Regions from separate parts of the Mus musculus genome. Here region 2 is linked to region 1. The links are chromatin contacts, called in public Hi-C maps. All regions are on one chromosome and are shown on one strand. The core of a region is the stretch at or near the end of the contact, and the rest is flanking DNA. Distances in the headings are between cores, read along the strand shown. Region 1 overlaps Tmeff2 (transmembrane protein with EGF-like and two follistatin-like domains 2). Region 2 overlaps 9330175M20Rik (RIKEN cDNA 9330175M20 gene).

Evidence for each region. Hi-C and Micro-C count contacts between places; a contact is called where the count stands out from the background.
Region 2: a contact with region 1 is called in a Hi-C map of the N1E-115 cell line, with 4 times the contacts expected there. The contact joins two enhancer-like sites. A contact is called at or near these places in 3 of 484 Hi-C or Micro-C datasets (the N1E-115 cell line, cerebellar granule neurons and cortical neurons) and 3 of 115 datasets of contacts at active chromatin or transcription factors (astrocytes, fibro-adipogenic progenitors and large pre-B cells).

What each region holds. Positions count from the first base shown.
Region 1 is chr1:50,960,694-50,965,692 of GRCm38.p6, reverse strand. All of the region lies in intron 4 of Tmeff2 (transmembrane protein with EGF-like and two follistatin-like domains 2), which reads right to left. Among named protein-coding and RNA genes, the nearest start is that of Tmeff2, 36 kb to the right of the region's middle. Within about 2 kb of position 2,877, at least 35 of the 459 cell types and tissues checked have an H3K27ac peak or open chromatin away from gene starts, as enhancers often do. A contact at or near this core is called in the N1E-115 cell line, where this site is marked.
Region 2 is chr1:51,213,468-51,218,589 of GRCm38.p6, reverse strand. 9330175M20Rik (RIKEN cDNA 9330175M20 gene) reads left to right here. Exons shown (of 5, transcript NR_045151.2): 5 at 1-204. Among named protein-coding and RNA genes, the nearest start is that of Cavin2, 73 kb to the left of the region's middle. Within about 2 kb of position 1,704, at least 56 of the 459 cell types and tissues checked have an H3K27ac peak or open chromatin away from gene starts, as enhancers often do. A contact at or near this core is called in the N1E-115 cell line, where this site is marked.

The DNA.
Region 1 (4,999 bases), core at 1,628-4,127:
TTTAAGGAAACCCCAAGGCAAGAGGGAGTATAAGAAGGAAGAATGCACAGAGTGCTAAGAAGGAAATTAAGACAGAAGGACAGCATTGGGGACTAATTTTTCATTTGAAAAATAGATTGTCTCCTGTTCCCCAGGCTGTCTGCTGCTAAGCAGAGTTGAGCTTCAGTATCCAGACTGGTTCATTAAAATATGGTCCCTTTAGTTCAACATGACTCATCTTTACGATGAACCAGTGATTCTGGGAATTAAATGTGCTACTTTTGCTATGCGTGTGACACCCATATGAATAACAGAAGACTTAATCTTTAATGATTTCATGTTCAGTTTATGCAATTGCATAGCTGACCTGGCCCTCCCATTTAATAAAATATGATAATTCAAAGTGCTGTTATAGGAATCCCTTTGAGCAACTGCCTATCCCTGCTGCTTTGTACTAAAACTTTGTATATCTGTTTCAATAAAATAAAGTAAATAATTTGATGGTCTTTGTTCCTCTTCCAGTGTCTTTGACCTCATTGCCCTACTTCACCAGATTCCAACACACTATCATAATTGTTAGCTTTTTCACTTCTCTATTCCCAGAACTTGAACAAAGGCCTAGTCTACCAACTGTACAATTCATGAATGACAGTCACTAGCTAAATTGGTTTTTTTGGAGACATATAAGTCTGAACTAAGAACTTAAATTTTTGCATTCTGAAAGGATACTTAATGGTATGCAATAAACCCAAATGAAGTCACTGTATCTGCATTGCCTCTGCAGTAGTGCACAGGCTCCATGGCTGGCAAGAGATCAGCAGGCAGAGTCTTTATATAATGCCACTGCCTTGGGAAAGGAATTTTTTTTTTTTTTTGGCTTGCTTCTTCTCTGTTTTGATTTATTTTGAGGTAGGGTTTTGTTATCCAGTTCAGTTTGGCCTTAAACTTGCCATCTTCTTGCCACAGTCTCCCAAGATCACGTCAAGATGCTGTGTTTGAACTGCTCTCTAAAACACTAAGAGCCTTACATTCCTGAAGCCAAGCAATCTAATGAATCTGGGAACTGAAGGTTTCACAAAGCACTGAGTGACTTCACAAGAGCTTAACATCAACCCAACAGCTAAGGCTAAGATATGAGTTACCTGATAAGTATTATTAATGGTTTGTAATACCATTTTGTTTGGTGCAAATACTGCTCATGTTTTGAGTATTTTGCTGTAATATCTATATTATAATTTCTATATAAGTGATATAGGTTTAAGATACTACATTTTGTAAGATTTATTGACAAAGCTATTAAAGCCACTCAGCTTGACCTCTGGTACAATGCTGAACTAAGGAACTGCCTGGGAAACTAAAATATATTTAACCGAAGGATCATTAGTAGATTCCCCACAGAACCACATAACCACAGCCACTAGAACAGCAGCAGGGCAGTGGAGGGAGGAAAATATTCAGACACCAAACTTAATAATAGATCTAAATTTTTGTGGAACTCAAACATGTAGAATGAATGAGACTTCGTTAGAAAAGAAATGTATTTTATTACAAATGCCAAATCATGTGTAGGACCCTAAATGTGGTTGTTCTACAAGGCCAGGGGTTCTGGAGTTGAAGCCAGGTATGATCTGTGATTTCCTAGACTCTGTGCATTGCTGTGATAGATATGCTCCTGTAAGATTACAGGGTCCACAGAACAACTTGTTTTGTTAAATTTATGCCATCTAAAATAAATGTGTGATACAGAAAGAGACATTGTAGCAGTGATGATGCTCTAGGAATCAAGCACTAATGAGGTAACAGTACACAGGAGGATCACTGACAGAGAAGAAAGTCTAAGCCAAAGAAAGCAATGAGCAAAGAGCTTCACCCTATGGGAACCACAGAGCTATTAAAATCCGAGAATCCAGGCTAAGGTCATCACGCTGTCATGCTAAAGGCTCATCAACCACAGGACAGCTATTTTATTGCTAGGAAATTGCTAGACAATTGTGGCGTTCACCCGGAGGAAACGCGCAAATGCCTGAGAACCTTTCTCCGACTTTCAATAGCCTCTTCTACCTCACCTCATCTTCTTCTCTCCATTATCTCTCCCTCTTCTACACCAGGGTTCCAACCACATGTAACCTATGAAACAGCACAGTGATTTAGATGAAAATTCTATGACAGAGGTGATTTCATAACTAATGTCCATCAAGAGGCAGGCATCGCACACTTTCTAGTCCAGACTTTCAGATTTATGAGGCATAATGTTAGCAATTAGTCAGCTGTCTTGACTCAGGGATGCTTTGAAAGTCAAATTCATGGGCTAGTCTGGAGACAACTGTGATCTCTTATTCTGATGAAGAAAACACACGCTGGAACCTTCCTTCTCCCAATTCACTGAATGGTACAGTCTCTGAATCATGAGTTTGCTGTGGGCAGAGCAGAGTCTTGGGCATCCTTATGCATGACATTAGACAGATGTTCAAGAGTGGAGAAAAGGAACAAAGAGAAGATGCTACTCCCTTTTCCATTTTCTGAGGTCACATTAGATGCCTGCAGAAACGTATTATATGAAGAGGTGTTTGGTGTTCACCATCTTAGAGACTGAAATTTCAGGCAGAATTTGGAAAATTGCTAACATCTCAAAGGAGAGTCAAAAATAACAAACTTGGGAAAGAAAAGGTATTGGAATGATACTGGCTCTGAGTCCTTTGCTGACTTGAGTAGCACAGAGCTAGTTGAGATCTGTATGCCTTTCCAACTCCATTCTATGCAAATTTAGTGAGAAATATGGATAGCCCCAAGTATCTATCCCTCCAGGGATATCTATGAAAAAACTAAGCTCACATTTACATCCACAACCATGGTTAGCAACTGCCTTGTTTATGCTGACTTACAGTCATCAGCACAAAAAGTGTTCAGCCCGAGTCCTGTGGTCACTGTTCCTGGAAGGAAGTGATTTGAGGATGTACACAAAGAAAGAGAACTTTTAGTATATTTTAAAGCTTCTACATTTCAGCAATCTGAAAACTTCAACCACAGTATGACGATTCGTTAGCTAAAGACTTAAACTGTTAACGCACTTAAGATTTACAACTTCAGATTATTTTAACTTTTCAACTGGAAGAAATAACTTATATTCCAAACCCCAGAAACTGTTGGCTTTAAAGTGAAACCGGCTCCACCCTTAAGGATACAAAGCCACAAAATTAACTTCAAACCAACCCATAAAATAGGCATGGTGTGAGCTCCCCCTACTGGTACAACATTATTCCCACTTCAGGAATCAAACCAGGTTATAGTTTCTGGGACTAGCTGGATAAAACAAGAATTGCAATTTAGAATTCAAGAGAAGAGAAAGCTAAAGGAGTTTGTGAGAACCAAAAACAATCAACAAAATATAAAAAGCACCTCCCCTAACTTTAGAATAGTCTCCACGAAAGACAGCAAAAGACATGTTTATAAATATTTGAGTCAACCTGTAAGTCCCCACCCAGCATCAGACACCCATGAGTAAAATAAACAACTGTCATTCTCAAGACAACCAAGTTCACATTCGCATGCAGACAGAGAAGCCAGCAGAGCTTAATTGAAGTGATGCTTACACACTGACAATGGATCCCCTCCCTTAACAGCACATAAGAAACGCTGCAGGCTTCAGAGAAATAAAATAAATTATGTAGCACCACGGAGGCTGAACAAAGTCTGAGGGCCTTGGGGTTTTCTGCACTGGGAAATGACTTCTATATTGTTATGTGAACTGGGACAATGAAGGGGAAAGCTGTAAGTTTTATACTTCAAGCCACTCAAATTAGTTGTCCGCAGAGCAGAAAATTCAATGTGCAAGAATCAATGATAAATACAGGTAAAGTGCTACTGTGGGGACATTCGCAATAGCAGCACAACGGAAACGCAACAAAGGTGTTGAGGCTGCTATGCTGTTATAGAGAAAATATAGTGTAAGATGGCACTCCTGCTCTGTCTCGATCAACAAAGGGAGCTGTTCCAAGGTGTCTGCTATATTTGTACGGCTGCACTTTGATTATAACTGATTCTGTTATCACAATCTGCTACATAGCCTACATAGCACATAAATGCATAAAGCCATTTAAAAGCCAAATTACTGAGTTCCCTGTTATTGTATTTTACCTTTTACTGCCATACCGGGGATGATGCTGAAACTGTTGATGATAAATTTCAAGGAGTAAATGAAAAACAAAAACGTCAGACTACACAGGCTTTATTGAAAAGCAACCAACTGAAAACTCCTAAGCACGTCAGTGTGTTTGCATCTCAAAGTCTGAGAAAATTGCCTTCGATGAGTATATTGGGCTCAGCACGAGGGCTTTGGTTCTTAAAATGGTGCTCTTTATGAAGTATATTTGTGTTTTAAAATTAAACCAGTAATGTTGATTTGTGACGAACATGGATGAGATAAAGACGCTATTGACATCCTTCCTACCCTTTCCACATACTTTTCTTTTGTTCTGAGTCAGGCAAAGACTCATTGCACAGACTTGGATAGTGATGTGAACTTGATCCTCATGTATCTACCTCCTGACTATCCATGTTCTTCCTTACTTTGGCAAGTAACACTTGTTCACACCCATACTAGCATCTAAATGGACAGAAAGTATTTGTTACCACCTCACTGGCCCTTTGACCAACACTCAGGTTGTGTGGACTCACTCTGCCTTGTTCCACTGTGGCAATCTTTGTGTTAGTATCTTGCTTCAATTTTGCTTCACATACAATTTATTCTCCACCTGGAGGCCTGAACAGTATTTTAAACATATTAAAAAAAAAAGATTGCCCTTAAAACATTTTAATGACCCTGGTGAAAATACAAATTTTTTTTACGACTCAGCTGAGGGTTTTCTGGTCAAGTGCTGTGGTGCTGAACTCCCTCTGCCCTGTATTTCCCAAGGAGCTCGCAGAGTGTATTAGTTACTTCTCTATGACCATGATAAGACACTGTGACCAAGGCAACGTACAGAAGGGACTTTACTGAGAAATACAATTCCAGAAGGAGAAG
Region 2 (5,122 bases), core at 455-2,954, 250 kb before region 1:
GGCACTTTTTTTTCTGAAGCGCCTGACCTTCTGCATTGCAGCCTCGTGCTGCCCTGCTGAACATTGCTAATGTTGCCGAACATGCTGAGCTCCCTAACGCAAATGCATGGCTTTCTTCCTTCCTTACCTCCGAGTCCCTGAGATTTACAGCCTGCCTGCACTGTTGCTTTTCTCTCAAACTCTAATAAAATTGCCCTCTAACTTCGTTCTTAGTCAATTTCTACATTCGCCTATTAACATAACTAAGAACCCCAAGGAAGCCCAGATTTCCCTGGTCACAGAAATGGCAAATGGAATCAGTGGAAGAGATAGGAAAGAGTTAATGTACAAAGTTTTCATTCAATTATGGGATGAAAGAGAAAAGGGGTGATTTCAGTTTTGTACTAGATAAATACTGAGATAATGACATTGTTCGTGGGAACAGGTCACAGGAGGAGGAGTTCTGGACAAGGGAAATTTGAATTGGTGGCTATGTGGCAAAGCACATTGCTTGCCAGTTCAGTGTCCATCACTAATGCTCTCCAACAGGACAATGAAAAATTGGTCCTGAAGCTGGTAGAAAACTGTTTCCACAGTGGAAATAGTTGAAATTACAGAAATAACAAAGTTATACTGCTGAAGAATATCAATGGCAGCTGTGGTGGAGATGCAGTTCTCAAACAGGAAAGCAAGAAAGGAGATGGGGGACTTTGGAGAAAACACATAATGCATATAGCTGATAATTATACTGAGTAGCTTTTGTTACGTGCCCAAATTAAAAAACAAACACCTTCAAAATATATAGCATCACTGGAATCTGGTGTGCGTGTGTATACATGCCTGTGTGTATATGTGTGTATATGATGTGTGCATTTGTGTGTGGGTGTACATGTGTGTACACGCATGCCTGAGTGTGTGTGAGTGTGTGGGTTTGTGTGTGTGCTGGGCAAAGGCTAATATCTAAAAGTGCCTTGGGTCCCGCTTCTTAAACCAAGCAGGGTAAAGGTGACATAATTTATGCATCATCTCATTGTCAGTCTTGGTCTAGTGGTCATTCTCTGCTAGGGAAACTTCTCTTGTAAAGATGAAGAGCAAGCAGTACAGAGAAGGCTCAAGGTTAGAACACAATTAGAACCTCCACCGGCTAGCAACATGCACACTTCCAGTTTAGCCGGTGACCTCAGAGTTGACTCAGACGCATTTACCATAAAACGAGAGATGATTCATTTCTGGTTCAGCTTTAACTTTGGGTCTCTTTCTCTATAACGGATTGCCGGGTGAGCTTGGTTATATTCAGACTCGTAAAGTCTCACACTTCCAGAAAGTGTTTCCATAATCATTCTGCTTAGGCTCTCAGCTGGACAGAGACAAGGGCTCCCATGTGGAGATACTGAATGCTGAAGGCTTATCAGAGCCAAGAGTCCCAACAGGGAGACACTGAAGGCTTATTTGTTTTGTCAAAGGCTTAAGGGATTTTACTGCTCCCCAGCTTAGGCTTCTGGCTTCTCCCTCCCCTATTATTTCCTCTATAGTATGATGAATGTAGAGGTTAATGGATGCAAGGCAAGGGAGTGATCATGGCGGCCATCAGAGATGCTGAAGCATCCCTCATGATTGTTGCTCTCTTATGGGCCCTTGGCAGCCTCTGCCTTGCTGTACCTCTCTACAGCTCCATTTCCTCCACAAACTCCCTGTGTCCTCTCCCTCTGGACAGCCTATTTAGTACTCTGTTTTCTCAAGTGGAGAGAGTGGCTCAACACAGTGTCATGCTGTAATGGAAACTTGGTCCCATGGGTGTCCACTGTCTGTCCCTGAAAGCTTTTTCATCTTGTCCCTTGTTACCCCAGAGAATAATTACTTCAAAGGCCAGTCCTTGTGCCTGGTCTCTCAGTGTATCCCATTACCTCTGGTTTTCTTTGCCAGGCCCAACGGTGATGGCAGAAATCAAATCAGGGCTGCTGGCAGTTTTGCCTGCCTAGGATGTTCAGCCTCTCCACTGCCCCAACATGCTAATGTTCCCTGATTGCAAACCCTGTCATCATCTTCTTTGAATTAGCTGTGCCTCATGAAATGGCTTTGCAGTGCTGGAGTGCTGATGTGGAGTCCTGTTTTAACTGTCTGTCAAAGCCCAGGCTAATGAATTCTATTAGCATATTAGCTTGCCAGCTTTGGGAGCCCAGAAGGAGCTGGGCAGCCAAACACAGTTGGCAGGGCACAGCTGCAGTGCCTCAGAGTGCTCCTTGGCAATTGTTTCACGAGGGACTCCAACAATGTAAATGTGCAGACATAGTGCTTACGGAATTAGAAAGGTTATTCGTTACAATGTTCTTCAGCAGCAGAAGATGGGATGAAAGGTGACACTTTTGTGACTGGGGGGCCTACCTGAGGCATTTTTAAAAAAATAGGATAGTCTTGGGATTGCTCTAAGGCACTCATAAGTTAATCTCGTATTCTGTAGAAAATTATAATATGGAGGCAAGGTATACTTTCCACAAGACATTTTTAAACCTTGAGATGGTTACCTGACATTAAGTAATGTAATCCGTGATGGGCAATGATTGGCATCATGGCTTTGATAAGCAGGCATCAATCTTAGAACTGCTTGTCAAAAGCACTTGGTTGGTTAATGACCATGGTACCACCTTCCCAATCTTATCATCGAAACTTATCTCGTTTGAGTAGCAAAATCAGAACCATTAATACCATTAAAGCTACACCCTGTCTTGTAAATAAAGCCAAGTGCATAGCTCCTCATCATGGACCGTACATGAGTATTTAGGACAGACTTACTCTAAGTGCAGATACCCTGGTTGCTAGGCAACCACCAGTAATGCATATGTCTAATATTCAGTCCTTAAATGGTATGCTTAATGGGTATAATCTTCATTTTAGTTTGAGATTAATTTGAAAGTGTATAACTTGAAATGGTTTATGTTAATAAACTTTAAACTCTGCAACTTGTGGTCTGGATAGATGGCCCAGTGGTTACAAACACATACACATGCTGCTCTTGCAGGGGATCTATCTGTGTATGATTTCCACCATCCCTATCTGACAGCTTACAATGCTTGAAACTCTAGCTCCAGGGAAATCAAACATCTCTGGCCTATGAGGACATGTGTGCTCACATGCACATATTGTGCCCCCAATATAATTAAAAATAATTTTTCAACAAGTTATTAATGCTAAATGAGTCACAGGCCTTGAATTCCAGAAAGGTTTTTCAAAATTGCGTTAACTTGTGATTAGAGCTAGATCATTCTTCCTGTGAAAATAACTTTTGAATAAATTAACAAATTAATTAGGCTTACCCTCAAATTGTTTGTGCAAAACTGTGTGTTTCTGTTGAAGGACTGCACAGAACCAGCAAATATAGTTATGAGGCCAGTAGCTGAAGTCCAGGCTTGGGCTGTTTTCATTAGGAGCTACCCTCTTAAGTAAGATCACATGGAGGGCTAGGAAAATGGCTGACTTGGGAAAGTGCTTTCCCAGAAATATGAGGATTGCAGCATCTGTGTAAAAACTCATGTTAGCCTATAATCCTCAAAATAAAGGAGGGAGCAATAGGGAAAAACACCTACAACAACCTCTGTCTACACACTCTAACACACACACATACCACATACAGAGACACACACATTCTATACACACACAGACTCATACACACATATCACACACACATATGACACAGACACACAGACACACAGAGACACTCACATACAACACACACACCATACACACACTACACACACAGAGAAGAATGAGTGTGTGTGTCTGTGTGTGTGTGTGTGAGAGAGAGAGAGAGAGAGAAGATAGCTACACACACACACACACACACACACACACAGAGAGAGAGAGAGAGAGAGAGAGAGAGAGAGAGAGAGAGACAGTGAGACAGAAAGAGAAGAAATACATAACCAAGTTGGATTTACCTCATTTGATGCAGCAGAGAAATTCTAATAATTATTTTAGAAAGAATCCACAATAATAATAATAGAACATACCTTTTCACTAGAAAACTACTATACTTAATGTGATTTTTAAAAAAAGATTTATTTATTTTATTTATATGAGGGCACTGTAGCTGTCTTCGGACACATCAGAAGAAGGCATTGGATGGGAATCCTTTGTGGTTGCTAGTAATTGAACTCAGAACCTCTGGAAGAAGAGCAGTCAGTGTTCTTAATCCCTGAGCAATCTCTCCAGCCCCTTAATGTGATTTATGATATTATTATAAGTTGTTCGTCCCACCTCTCTTGTTTGCTTATTTGTTTGTTTTAAAGACAGGGTTCTCTGTATAACCACAGTGGTCTGGAACTCATGCTGTAGATCAGACTGGCCTTGAACTCAGAGATTCGCCTGCCTGTCTTTTGAGTGTTGGAGTTAAAGCCATGTGCCACCACTGGCTGGCTTTGTTTATTTTCTTGCTCAAATATTCTCTATCTTTTTCTCTTTCTTTAAAGTAAATACAAGTGATCTGCTCTTTATAGAAAATGCATTTGGTCCACTGTTTATATGGGCCAGTGAGATGAAAATAGGTTATTGGCCATTGTGAATGCTGCTGTGATTCATTACATAGCCCATCTTGCTGTGTCTCTCACCTCCAGCCTCCTGATTCAGATTCCTTTCTTAAGTTAAGCTCCTGAAAGGAACTGAGACCCACCCCCAAGCTGCACTGTGAGATGGTCTAGATTAGCTTACGCAGTGCCACTTATGTTAATTCCAACCCTACTGACTTTGTTCTAGTCATGTCATATACTTATGGCCACAGAGATTGGAGAGAAACAGGAAAAAGTGTGAATTCTGCTCTCCAGTGCAGCCTTGGAATATGATTTGGTTATGTGATGCTTGTAAAAACCTCACTGAAAGCCCACTCATTGCTGAAGGACTGATTTATTCAACTCAGAAACTTAGGGCTTTTTAGGCAAGAAAATGTGTTTTCCCAATTGCATAAGTGGAAATAAAGTGCATTTTTGAAACTTGTGTTACCTTGTCATTACTTTCTTTTTGTTAGACTTATGCAAAGAATGATGTCTATGGTTTCTTACATGTTTTAGAATCTTAGATCATCAACACATTATTGTCCTCTGCTTCAACTGACTGGGTCAACAGCACTTGTAGACATGAAGTGTAGACATTAAGA